Linked DNA regions of Oncorhynchus mykiss: region 1 is linked to region 2. The links are chromatin contacts, called in public Hi-C maps. All regions are on one chromosome and are shown on one strand. Each heading gives the region's core, a stretch centred on a gene start, on an enhancer-like site or on the middle of the called end of the contact. The rest is flanking DNA. Distances are from core to core; before and after follow the strand shown.

The links. A called contact is a pair of places that touch in the nucleus more often than the background predicts.
Region 1: a contact with region 2 is called in a Hi-C map of liver, with 5 times the contacts expected there. The contact joins the promoter of chd1 here to the promoter of ppip5k2 in region 2. A contact is called at or near these places in 2 of 3 Hi-C or Micro-C datasets (blood and liver).

Annotation. Positions count from the first base shown.
Region 1 is chr5:9,690,174-9,697,443 of USDA_OmykA_1.1, reverse strand. chd1 (chromodomain-helicase-DNA-binding protein 1) reads right to left here and starts at 3,396. Exons shown (of 37, transcript XM_036976723.1): 1 at 2,995-3,396; 2 at 1,284-1,418. The coding sequence starts at 1,336. It overlaps LOC110522837 (transmembrane protein 217), which reads right to left and starts at 6,935. Exons shown (of 2, transcript XM_021601309.2): 1 at 6,846-6,935; 2 at 5,448-6,317. The coding sequence starts at 6,027. The coding sequence ends at 5,461.
Region 2 is chr5:9,444,864-9,451,910 of USDA_OmykA_1.1, reverse strand. ppip5k2 (inositol hexakisphosphate and diphosphoinositol-pentakisphosphate kinase 2) reads left to right here and starts at 1,709. Exons shown (of 31, transcript XM_021601599.2): 1 at 1,709-2,065; 2 at 4,885-5,495; 3 at 6,659-6,854. The coding sequence starts at 5,322.

The DNA of each region.
Region 1 (7,270 bases), core at 2,147-4,646, 240 kb before region 2:
TGTCAGGTGGATGGATAATCTTGGCAAAGGAGAAATTCTCACTAACAGGGATGTAAACTAATTTGTGCACAACATTTGAGAGAAATAATATTTCTGAGCGTATGGAACATTTCTGGGACCTTTTTTTTCAGCTCATGAAAAATGGGACCAACACTTTACATGTTGCGTTTATTTTTGTTCAGTAGTATATATAAATCCTATCAAATATTTCTTCATTACTTTGGCTTTAGTGACTGCGTTGTGCAGTAAAACTCATCAAACATCAGGGTGTGAGATATCACAACAAAACAGAAAAACATTCATTAGAAGACAGTGGTAGCCAATGGATTGACACTGACGATGTGAAACAAGAAAAGCATGACGACTCAAAAGCTATGTCATAAGGAAGCATGTTGTTTTACGTCACACACACAAACTGTTTGCTGTTGTATTTGTGCTTTTGCCAATGTCTTATCTGTGTTATCCGATTTGTCTTGCATTGTTTTTAACCCAGCCCCCTCCCCACAGGAGGCATTTGCCCTCATTATAAATAAGAAATTGTTCTTAATTGACTTGCCTGGTCAAACAATGGTTAAATTTCAAATGTAATATAGTGCCAGCATTAAAAATGACAAACACAACTATGGTTTGCCAACTTCCAGGTATTATCTATAAGCACATAGTGGTCTCATTTTATGTTCATTTCAACAAGGATACGAAACAACTTGCTTATTCACTTGGAGCATCCAGTAGAGTGATTGTTTTGTCGCTAACTTGTCATCAACATATCGGCTAGTCCACACACACACACACCTTTGCATCCAGTATATATACAGAACAAAAATATAAAACGCAACATGTAGTGTTGCTCCCATGTTTCGTGAGCTGAAATAAAAGATCCTATGCCCTCCCAGGCCCACCCATGGCTGCGCCCGTGCCCAGTCATGCGAAATCTATAGAATGGAACCTAATTTCTTGATTTCCTTATTTGAACTGTAACTGTTGTGTTATATATATATATATATAATAAAAGCGTAAACACATAATCATCAATTAGCAAGCTCCAATGTAAAAGTTTGTCCTCAATGAAGATCAAACAAGGGATGTTCTCTATTCTATAGGAACCAAACAGAAGCAAGCGGGCTGAAATGGGACTGGGACTCGGATCTACCTGAACGTGTCCAATAAGAAACTTTTGTTTCCATTGCAAATTGTTTAGCTATGGTTTGCACTAATGAATACACCCTGGACCAGTTGGTGGTCACATCACTGTCATATTCCCCAAACAGATGGAGACACATTACCTTGACTCTCCACTGCTGTTGCTCACACCCTCATCTTCACTTCTTCCAGCCATCTCTTAGAGTCCCAGATATATGAGCTTCTGAGAAAATGTTATAATCCAAGCTGCCCTGGTTTACGTGTTGGATGCAGTTCACCTGTAAAATCAAAAGCCACAAAAATAAAAAATAAAATACAATTTTGAATTATGTACATTCAGTGTATTTAAACGAGATAGGCATTTTGTCAATAGTCTAACTTTTAATAGCTGCATGTGTTTTAGGTTCACAACCGTGACTGTTCTAGATTCATAACCTTGTACAAACTGAGAAACAAGTAATTTGCTAAACAAACACATTCATTGTTTTATCCTTATATTAATATAAACGTTACCTGATTATGGTTTGACTGCTTCCTAGTGTTTGCCCTGCACTGCTTCCCATGTAAGATAGCTACAAGAAAACAGTATTCTATAAACCCGGTGTGTTGTTTATAGCCATCTAGCTATTCTAAACTTGTTTAGCCTTATATGACGTTAGCTAGTTAGTAGCTAGCTACATTGAACTATAGAGCAAATTAGCTAACACACAAAGCCTGCTGGTTTGTTTTCATCCCTGTCACATTACGTCTGAATGCAAACGATAGCGGTAAGTTACCAAGCCAGCGCTTTTCCGACCGCACAGGCCTGTTGTGAGGCCTGCACAGCATGTGAGTTTCGCGCACTGTCCTGGACAATGCGCCGCACTCCAGATCTCTTTCGCAGGAGGCCCGAAGCAAGATAGTACCACGCCTACAGTATTCTTCTCTCGCATACATCGACAAAACAGAGTTGCGCAGCAAGCCAGAAAACTAGCAATGGCAAACCAAGCTCTGGCTGTGTGCAGAAGACAGATTTATTTCTGAGATGTTTAGCATTAAACGCATCATTTCAGCTGCTAGCTTTTGGCGGAATTACACTGATGCTAACTGCCCAGCTATAAACTAATATATAGCAATCCGTCTATAAGCGTACTACATTTAAATCCACATTTTTTCCTCTAGCTCTGAAAAGTTGTTTGCTAACCTAGCTAGTTGCTAGCTGATGTTCTAGCTAAACAGTAAACTGAACTCAAGACCATTAACTAGCTAGCACACTGGCCTTGAAAGAGGAAAAAGCAACTAACCTTAAGCCACGTGAAACAATATTTAGCTAACAATAGTAAGTTATGGACGTTTAACAAAATATTTTCCACTTGTGGCAATTATTTACCCAGTTATCCTTTATTTTTTCATATGTGGACATCTGAATGACCTAGTTAGCTTACTAGCTAGCTTAACAGTCACATTTTAGCAAACAAACTAGCTAGGTACTGTAGCTTAGCTGACAAGTTAGCTAATCTAACAAACCAGGTCATGGGGAAAGTGTTAGGTAGGTTTACTACATAAAACTTGTAGCCAATTGTGATTGTACCATTGTTTCTAACAGTGCTCTAATCAATATATGCAAATTCCCATGACCTCAAACACATTCACATACTCATCACGTTTTATAATCACCCTTTTCCCGCACTCCTAAGCTAGCTCCCTCGTTGCTAATAGCTAACAAGAGTGTTTATCAGGTCGCTTACTTCCCAAAAAAATATAGCTAGGTGACAGGCTCCTTGCTTACTATGGAGTTATTTAACTAAACTAAGCAATAACACCATATAAACGCAAAAAAAAATCAATCGGGGTTTGTTTAGTATTTTAGGCTACCTTGAAGCTACGGCGAACTGCCAGTCTGATTCTGCCGTCCGACTTCAGTGGTCCTTTTTTCTTATTTTCTTTGGCTAGCGAACTAGCAGCTAAAGACAGCTAGCTAGCTCCCGGGCCGGGGTGAGCAGCCCCAACGGATCTTACTAGAATTCGAGCCAAGTTTCTTGATTTCTTCCTCCAGAAGTGTAAAAATATGTTTCACTTTTAATTTTCCGTTTTGAATTCGAAACAATATATGATTTAATTGACAGCGATTGTAGATAACATTTCAGCTGCGGGTCCTACTACAGCCGGTCTCCGCCATGACGCCGTCGAGTTCACTCTGTAACATTAGCGATGTTGAGTGTGGAAACCCCGGGTAGTGACGTAACGAAGATGTTTTTTGCAGTCTCTTACAACTGCAAACTACAACAGACGAAAGGTGATGGTAGTCGTCGACCTATTATGTGAAATATAGTTGTAATTATAAAATAGGTAGCTAGTAGTCCACGTGAGAATTAAATAGCATTTGGTTGAGTGCTGGTTATTTTGACACCCTTCACTGCAATGCTTGCTTCGACCAATCATTAACCTGCTTCAAATAATTGAATCCCAATTTATCTATTTGGACAAATACTTAAAATTACCCTCTACATCTCTTATAATGGTCCTCATCACCACATGTTTTATGTAGATGATGTAACTGTTTCTAGAACTCCCTCTGCCAGAGGATAAATATATTATTTGGTAAATCAAGCCTCCTGAATCTCAATAAAAATGACAAATGCAAACTAACAATTTGTCAGCACAAAGTAAAAATTTCTATATATTGAATGGTTATGGAATTTAAATGAGTGCCGATTTCAACAGGTTATGGTCAGGGATATCTAGCAGAGTAACATGAGATAGGTGGTAAAAATTCAACTGTGGTGGTTATTAGGGGGGGGGGGGGGGGGGGGGGGTTGCCAGGGACCTCACGTTACGATATTATCACGATACTTCGGTGCAGATACGATATGTTTTGTGATTCTCACGATTCTATATGTATTGCGATTCAATACAGTGATTTTATTGCGATTCCATGGTCCAAACATATTGCTCACCATGTCAGCTGCAGAGGGACAAAAGAGTGCCATGATAAAACAAGTTTTGATCAGTCATGGAAATAAAAGTGCTGAAAACAAATTGACTCCCTATTTAAAAAGAAGATGGAGAACAAGCTATGAAGGAAAAATACTGGAGTTTTGGTCTAGGTACCAACTAGTGCAAAATGAGTCTTGGGATATTGTCAAAGCGATTACGATATATCGTCAAAAATAATATCACGATATGTAACTGTATTGAACCCCCCTCCCATCACTAGTGGTAATACAACTGGTGTGCTTCTATACGGACCTAAAGGACTAAAAGGCTAGGCCCAATGGCTGTCAAACCTAATTTAGGTCTGGCGGTAACTAAAACGATAGAGGAAAATTAACGAACAAAGATGATCAGCACAACTGTGGGGCATATTATCTTGGGGCCTCCATCCACTATTGTTATTCAGACAACAGGTCACGTGACATGACCTAGATTTCTTAGTGCTCCCTCAGCTCCCCTTTAGTTGGATGTCTGTAGCGGCTTTTGTGTATTGCCCTCTGGGGGAATCTTTAGAAAGTCCATTTAGTTTTGAATTACTTTCATGTTCTAGTCATCAATATGGAGTAACAGGTAGGTCTGGTACTTTTGGGGAATTGCTAATACATTCACTGAACTTTGGCATTGACTAGAGTTTCCATATTTGAAGTGTACACAGATGTAGGTTGATTGAACCAGGGAGTTAAGCCCCACACACAAAGCAGCACAGTGCTACAATGGCCTCCAAGACATTAAGTTGAGTTTTAATGCTACATTTTGGTAATGCAAATACATCAACATGAAGCTAATGCTTTTATGAATAAAGCAGTTCTCTTTTCAAAGGGAAGTATGCAGAGATGTTGTTGAATTTCCAAAACTGTCTACTTAGGTTTCTGAACACAGTACCTTTAACACATTTGGGTGATAAAATACCATAAACATATATTCACTTGACCAGTGGTAGCCAGCCATATGTTCAATTATTATTTTACGCTAGAAGAAGCTACAAATTCTTATTACTGTGTAATCATTATGTAATCAAAACAAAAAGTAGACAGTAAACATTAATGACTGAACAGACGCATTATTGCAATGAAAAAACTGTATAATTTTAGATTTGGAGGATACATACGTAACACAGAGAACATCAAAGTAAAACAAAAAAAAACAACATTAAAAATACTCATATTATACTTTCTGCGTGTAAGTAAAAATCCAAAAAACGTTTTTATTTTCGTATCTGAAGAGACCTGTGAGAAACAAAAATAATAAATGACGTTAATTAAGACTGAAATATAAACCAGCATCTGGAAGCACTGTAACAAGTCAGTTGGTCATGTTCACATACCGGTGTCTATTAGGGTCTCCATTTCAAACACTACTGTCAAAGGCCTTAAATTTCAGTTTGAGCTGCGTCCCCTCCTTTGGAATCCCGCCTTTGCGTTGTCGTGTCCCAAGCCGATGCCTCTCAATCTGCACTTCCAAACCGTGTGTGATTACGAGGGCCAGCCAGAAGGGGTCTCCCATGACCCTGCATATCACTCCGTACCACTCCAGTACACTCAGCTCCAAGCCCAGTGCCTGCATCTGCCTCTGGAGCAGGCAAGTGACCACCAACAGAATCACGTCGTACAGCGTCAGCCAGACTGCAAAGCCCAGGATGCCCACATGCTGGTGGGCCCAAACTGCTCCGAGCATGCACAGGGTCAGCAGTAGGGTGATGCCACCCAGGATAAGCAGAGAGTAGTAGTAACCAAAGCACACCTGGGGCAGAAGCTGGGAGCCTGTGGTGTTGTTTGTGCTTTCCTTGGCTGTGCGCAGATGGCCAAACTCAAAGACCATTTGCATGACGCCCACCATCAAAAAATAGAGTCCTCCTACTATGGAGCCCTGGTAAGGGGTCATGCCACACAGGCCTGAAGACAGAAGTAGCTTCATGGTGACAATCACAGTCCAATGGGACAGAGGAGAGTGAGATGGAGAGAATAGATGAAAACAAGGAGACAGATGGTGAAAGGGTAAAGGAGTTGTAGTGGTTGAGAGGCAGAATTGGAAAATAAATATTTAAAAACACAGCGGCGAAGAGTCAGTCAGATTTGTTATCATTCCATCACAATGTCTCACTGAAAGAGGTCAGAACTCTTCTCGCTTAATATTCACAGTGGACGGCTGAGACTATGCAGAACAATCTGTTCACTCCTGGAAGAGAGGGAAATCCACAACAGCACCTGAAGGGAAGAATCAGAAGACTGCATTATGTTTGAAAACAAAATATTGGAGACTGGTATGATAATAGATTATTATTGCAATAAAACTGATCTCACACTGACACCAAACATAGGACAGGTAACAGTAGCTACTGTAGCTACAGGATAAAACTGTAATTGAAAACTGCTGGGAGAGAAATCAGCTGTCATGAGGATGACTGTGTTTAAGAAAGGCCTGTCTGTTATTAAATTGAAAACGGTCTGTAATGTTATCTTGCTATCTGATAACACATAGAGACCAATATTTTATCCAACTGTATAAAAATATGTGATGAATGTGTCAACGTCAACAGAAAAAAAACTAAAAATCACAAACAGCCCAGGCCCAGCTAACGTTAACTACAGTAACATTAGCTAATTTAACGTTAATAATAAGTTCGTTTCTAATGTTACATCAGTCGATATATATACACTGCTTTCTAACAAAGGTGACGCGAAAATATATATATTTTTCACAACCATAAATATTAGCTGTGTGGCTCGACTCACTTGCTGGCGGGACATTTGTTGGAATTGGGCACTTTGTATTCACACCTTCTTGTTATTTTTTCACACTAAAAAATTGCTAGTTAGTAGAGCAATTAACAGGTTCATCCGTTGGCGTTGCGGTCCAGGTGATGAGCGCGAGGCCAGCAACCGTTGAAACCCCCTAGTGAAGCCGCGCGCGCACGACAAATAAATAAATACAACATATTGCAATTCTTTATCATGGTCTCATGAGCTGAGCAAAAATAAATAAATACAACATATTACAATTCTTTGTCTTGGCCTCACAGCCTCATGAGCTGAGCAAAAATACATTAATACATTAAAAATTAATACAACATATTACAACTCTTTCTCCGCTTGAGCCATAATAAATACAATATATACATTTAAAAAATCCCCATCAAAATCTGTCTGTAAAATATATT
Region 2 (7,047 bases), core at 460-2,959:
GATTATACAGTGTGTTGTAAAACGAGTTGTGAATTCATTATGTTTAATGATTGACCATCCCAAAGCAAGGGCAAACAATATGTGTTGCTCTCTTACGCTCTCTTATTTGACCCTCTTAGAGCTAAGCTACACAAGGTCAAGAAGACAGTCTGGCACCCTATTCCCTATGGTGATCTTCTTATGTCTTGGGCCCATAGGTCTCTTGTCAAAGTAGTGCACAATGGCTGCGTTTACACAGGCAGAAGAATTCAGATATTTTCTTTTTCACTAATTGGTCTTTTGACCAATCAGAACATCTCTAAAAAAGATCTGATGTTAAACAAAATCTGATGTGATTGGTCAAAAGACCAATTTGTGCAACAGTAAAACATCTGAATTGGGCTGCAGTTGTAAACGCAGACAAAGTTGGAAATCAACATAGCCACAGTAATTGAAACTCTTTACCCGCTAATTCAATGGGTACTGGTAATTCCCTGAACATTGATAAATGTCCAGAAACCGTAGGACATGATCAGAGAACAGATAGGACATTTTCAGAAACCAGATAGACATTTTAAAGGACTCTAGGGCTGCAAAAAAAAGAGGAAGGGAAGCTCTGCTAAAGTCCACAACAGTAAGTTTTGCATTCTGGGAAATGTAGTATTTTCCCCATATTGAACATTTTTATTTTAATATTAACTAAATATAATAACTTTGAATATTCACATACAGGTTTTGTTTTCCTTGATCATTTATTTTAAGAATTTGTCCTCTAAATCAATTTCAACAATATTTGATATGCATGTATATAACAACATGTTTGATGTTTTATGTACAGGATGTATATTTGTACAGACCACACCTAATGTGGAACAGAAAAAGGCATCGAATTAAATTAAAATTCGAATTGCAATTCTGTTTCATTTTCACTACTTCAATTCAAATTAAATTAAAATGCAAGACTTGAATTGGAATTTATGAGGCATTCTCAATTCCGTTGTGAATCGAGCCCAACCTTGTGTTAGAAGAAGAAGAAACCTTTATTGTCCATGATCTGTCAGAAAGTGGGAACATTATTTTCCTTTTTGACCCAACCCCCAAAACACACACACACACACACACAAAACACACACACACACACACACACACACACACACACACACACAACTGAGGGGTTTGGAAGCTCATTGTCAGCAACAGTGTGGCTCCCCGGCATAGAGTGCGTTTAGACAGGCAACCCACACCAGATTGGATTGGCCAAAATACCAATTAGTGAAAAAAAATAACAGAAGTAGGCTGCCTGCCTAACACAGCCATGTAGAACAGTTAGGGGTGCCTTGCTCAAGGGCACAACGGCAAGGGCACAATAGCCCGGCTATTGTGAAAGATTTGAGCTTTAGACGGTGGAATCAATACTTTCACCAAAGCAGTTCCTGTATACTCTGCTTCTTGTTTTTCAAGTTTGATTCTACCCATACTTGTGTTTTTGAGGCTTTGTAGGAATTATGTCTCTTTTCCCGCCCCTTAGTGACGACATACAAATTACGTTTTTTGGTTATTGGGGTGTATTCATTACGACAATTGTGTTGGAAAACGTTTCTTAAACGGAAACACACTGAACGAAATGGGGGCGGGACCTACCTGAATTAGTCCAATAGAAACTCTCGTTTTGCTCTGTTTGCTTACTTTTGGTTCTTAAACGGTAAACGGTTTCCGTAATGAATTAGCCACCACGGAGTGGAGTTTTGTCCGCTAGTAATGAATACGCCCCTGGTATTTTGAGATTTTTAATGATAGCTGTGATAGCGCAAGATGAAAATCCCCATGCATAATTGGTAGAGTAAAACTGCAAAACACACTTGGAATAAGGTAGATAAATCAGCATCCCTGCTAGTAACAGTGTCGGGACAATGTTGGCTGCAAACTAGCAACAACATTTTTTTCATTGCACACACATTCAGCAAGGTGTACTACTGTGTAGTTGGCAAGCTAGCTAGCTAAGCTGTCCGTGTTGTCAGAAGCCAAGCAGGACTAACTTACTTTGAAGGCATACAGACTCGACTAAGGGCGTTTCATATTAGATAAGGTAAGAGACGTTTAAAAAAAATTGTTTTAACGTTAAGTAAAAAAAAACAACAACACATTGTACATTTAAGTTCACTAAGCTTAACATAAAAAGGGGAGGCAATCGTGCCTGGCCAATGTTAACAAGTCGCTAGACATTTGTCAGGAAGTACAAGCTAACTGTGCTAGGTAGCTAACGCCGTTAGCCATGGACTAGGCTAAGAGCGAGGTGATGTTGTACCTGTCTGGATGGAGGAAGACCGATGAGTCATTCAGTCATTTTATCGGATGAAACGCTTTTTGAATTCCCCATTCAACTGAAAAAATGCTAGCTAGCTAACCCTAAGAAGATTTAGATAAGCATGTCATCCAACCCCAACGTTGATGTGATTTAGAACTATAAACGTCCTTTTCCGTTGCCCGAGTGAATGTTGATTGTAACGTCGTTAATAATTATTTCACTGTCTGTGTCAGCTTGTTATCATTTACATGGTGTAGAAGCTAGTTTACTAATGGCAAGTATCAGACCCAATGTTACTATTTCTATTCACATACTAATAATCCTGATCAGAATACGTTTCCAGGACACAGTCAGAGAACTGGTTCACTATCAGAAGACTATTCAATACATACATACATCTTCCTTGAACCCCATTGCAGTCTAGCCTAGTATATGTGTGTGTGTGTGTGTGTGGTCCACACAGAAAGGAAAAAAACATCAATCAGTAGCTACAATCCAACCTGGAGACCTTGCCCTTGCATTTCAAGGTTGGACTTGTTTTGGATTGGGCATCATCTGACTATCCTGGGCTGATTGTAGCATCCTGGTCGTGCTGTGACTGACATTTTGTTCCCATGACAGATGTCCAGTCTGAGGGTGATGGAAGGTTGCATGGTGGTGTGTGTGCGTGCCCAGGCAGATAAACAGTGTGTCACAAATAGCCCTATACACTACTTCTGACCAAAGCCCGATGACGAGGTGAAGTAGTCACTGACATTTGCGTGTGATACTGTTATTTTATTATTGCTCTTTTTAAATCATTTTTTCCCCACTTTTTTTTTTTGTAAATACTTTAACACTTATTTTTCCTTTACTTGCATTGTTGGTTAAGGTCTTGTAAGTAAGCGTTTCACTGTAAGGTCTACTACACCTGTTGTATTCCGCGCATGTGACAAATACAATTGGATTTGATGTCAGCGAAACGGTGTGGTCTTATCTCTGTCAAGCAAAAGAGGGAGAATGCTGCTGAATGCATATTTTCAGCAAAATGCTCTATATTTGAGCTTTCTAGCCTGTGTTCATTTGTGTTGAAAGTCACTGATAAAATGTAAGTCCTTTCTAGATGACAGCTCAGAGTAGGCTACTTCCTAGTCAGGTGAAAGGATATCAGCTAGGCCTAATATCGATGTGGAAACATTCGGAAGAAAAAACAGATATAATTGGTTGATGGTGCTAGAACAACATAATACACATTACTGTTATTGAACAAGGCTATTTTTGGCTAGTGTTCAACCTTTGGAAAGTGTGTCCATACTCTTCTGTTATAAATCTTACATGGGTCCTTTCTCTTCAGGTGAGTGGCCACTTCCACATTAATCCTGGTTCACTTGTGTCCCAGTTCAGCTGTAGGCCTATGCAATTCACTAGGTTGTCTTTCTATGCTATTGGCTGTATTCAAATAAAATCAAATGTTATTGGTCACATACACATATTTAGCAGATGTTATTGCGGTTGTTGCGAAATGCTTGTGGTGCTAGCTCCAACAGTGCAGTAATATCTAACAATTCACAACAATACACACATCTAAATAAAAAAGAAATGGAATTAAGGAATATCTACATATTAGGATGAGCAATGTCTGAGTGGCATTGAATAAAATACAGTAGAATACAGTGTATAAATATGAAATGAGTAAAACCGATTGGAAACATTATTCAGGGTAAAATGAGCGTGCACACAGTGTCTGTTGCACCCGTTCATAGTTGGCTACCTTTTAGTTCTTCAAAAGAGCAGATCTTGAAAGGGCATAGTTTTCCCAGAGCTGTCAACAGCCTGGAATATTTATGGTGGTTGAATTGGCTCAGTTCTTGTGGGCATTTGTAGAGCTACAACGACTCCAGGTGTATTTCACTCCAGAAATCCATTAGTTTTTTTTCATGAGGAATATAAAAATAAATAAAAGGCCTATGGCATGAATAGTTAGGATGATAATGTATTATACAGACAATTCTGCTGCTAACACAGATCTAGCTCTAGTGTCATTTAATTCAAGCTCCTTTTCCCTTGCCCTCTTCATCTCCCTCTCAATGTCTCTTCACTGAATTAGGTCTATTCATTTGTGCCATTCTGTCAGACAATGCCCTCCATTTTATTTTTACTTCAGTGGCATTCCTCCCTAGCCTTCCTCTCTGCTCGCTCAGACATGAGGATTACCCGGTTATAGCCGATAAGTACCCAGTGAAAAACTTCCAAAGTGTATCTCATCCTGCACCGTTAAAGGGAGGTTGTTAGGACAGCACACGTAACGGTCTGACCTTCCCTGTAATCTGGGTTTCACGTTCACTGTCTCTGCAATGACGTGACCCTGTTTGATAGTCCGCTCTGCTTCTTAATCAGCGGGAACAGGGAGGACAGCCGTGTGCGTCATGTTTAATTGCCGTCTTCCACTGTGTGTGTGTGTGTGTGTGTGTGTGTGTGTGTGTGCTGTATTGTCCATCCTCCACATGTGTTATATTGTGAGCACAAGTTAAAATATCCTTATTGGCCTCCAAACATTTGGGGCCTTTGTGATAATTTATTTTGTGGTGGACAAATAAAGCACATACATGTTTGTGTTTCAGGCAAGATAGTTAGAGGACAAAAAAGACATGCTGGGCTGTAAGGAACAGGACGACAGGAGCGTAGCACCAGCTCACTGGCTGTGACCCTCTAACGGAGTACGGTAACCCAGCACCCTGATTGTACAAGTAGACATGCACCAGGGATAAACCCATTCCCTTCCCCATCAAGTTCTTTAAACTACCCCCCCACCTCTTTCTCAGGGGGTCTAGTGGACCAGTTTGGGTCTCAGACAGGCAGGCCCTGGGGTAGGGAAGAGAGGGTGAGGGATAAAGCCTAGTTCTTTGGAGGCTGGGAGGTGAGGTGAGTGAGAGGTGTGGCATTTGGAGGAGGGAGTGCAGCAGGAGGCACAGGGCCAGCCACAGACAGGTCTGTGGTAGAGAGGGACAGGCCTCAGCCCCAGGACTCCCAGGGTCCCCAGCCGCAAGACGGCCCAGCCATGTCTAAAGGAGGTGAGGCTCCAGACGGCGGGGAACACCCTCGCTTCTTCGTAGGCTGCGACGACAACGAGGGCGAGGAATTGCTGGACCCCGGGCGGGTCATGGGCTACGACTGCCTCTACGAGAATGTGGAAGAAGAGGAGGAGGACGAGGACGACGAGATGTATGATTCGGTGAGTTGATTTGCCCATAGAGATCGTCAGAGTGGCTGAAGATAAAGCGTCCATCTTTCTAAAAAGAACATCATCCAAGTCATAACAAAATAGGCACAATTGAGACTGCAGTGGAGGCACTTGATTCTGCACTAAATGTAAATCTATGGCTTTTGATCGAAGTCCATTTTTAGGTGTAATATGCTCACGTATAAAGTAACTTTCCAGGTTCTGAATTGAGCAAAGGGTTCACACACAACAAAGTGAATCCTCAGTCTGTTCAAATCTTCACACAGACTGTTTCATACTGTTTTTGGAGCATCTAATAGTGTCATCATGGAAATTAGAGATTTATGTCACAGTACATGTTATAGGATTTGATCAGGATTTGGCTGAGATGTTGCAGTGGAAATTTGGAGTTGATCTCATATATTTGCATTGGGCATCTTTCTGAACATGCATATCATTTTTAATTAAGTATGTAACTAAACACTCAAATTAATTGCCTTCCATTCTAAAGCTTGTGATGATTGATTGAACATTCTATTTTGAATCAGCTTTGCTGAATATTGTCAGTTGTTATATAACTGTCAATGCCGTTTCTATCCTCTGTATGAAGAATTGATCGGCTTACATTTTCCCCAAAAATGTCCTTCTTTAATGTTCCTTGAACAATCCTAAATAAAATGATTGGTTTACATAACAAGTGTGTTGTGCCATTGTCATGCATGGTAAAATACTGGTATGATGACATAGTTTTTTAAAAAATGACCCAGAGTGGACAGTCAGTTGTCTAGAAAGAGGCTCATTAGGCAATCTACCAACTGACCTAAAGTAGGCAGTCCGATAGCTGTCTAGGGAGAGTCTCATAGCATCAAGTTCCTCTCCCCTCCCTAATCTGTAATGATCTCAAAACAAACCAAATGGTTGTCTCCTGGGAATTGGCTTTAACCTGTCCAGTTCTTGCCCACAAGTGGAAATTACTAAAAGAAGACAAGGCGAGGAGAGCACTTGAGACTATTGAGATGCACCCATTGGTGCCTATTCCTCCATCTCCTCTCCCTAGCGAGGGAGGCTCACGAGAGACTATTGCATTGCACCAAGGTTATAGGCTGTGTTCCAATACTCTATAGAATCCTGTCCTCATCTCCTTAACCCCTATTCCTCCATCTCTTCTCCCCTAGCCTCCTGAGAGGCAGATCGTGGTGGGCATCTGTGCCATGTCCAAGAAGTCCAAGTCCAAGCCCATGAAGGAGATCCTGGAGCGCCTCTGTCTGTTCAAGTACATCACGGTGGTGACCATCGAGGAGGAGGTCATCCTCAACGAGCCTGTGGACAACTGGCCACTCTGTGACTGCCTCATCTCATTTCACTCCAAAGGTTAGCGCTGGGTTACCATGCATGTGCGTATCAACAAGCACACAAGCGCATAAACACACATACACATGAATAAACACACACATACACCCTGGGTCAACATGGACACGCTGGGTTACCATGGACATGTGCGGACACACAAACACAATTTATAAACAAACAAACACAGTAGGGATGAGACAAATGTACAATGTTT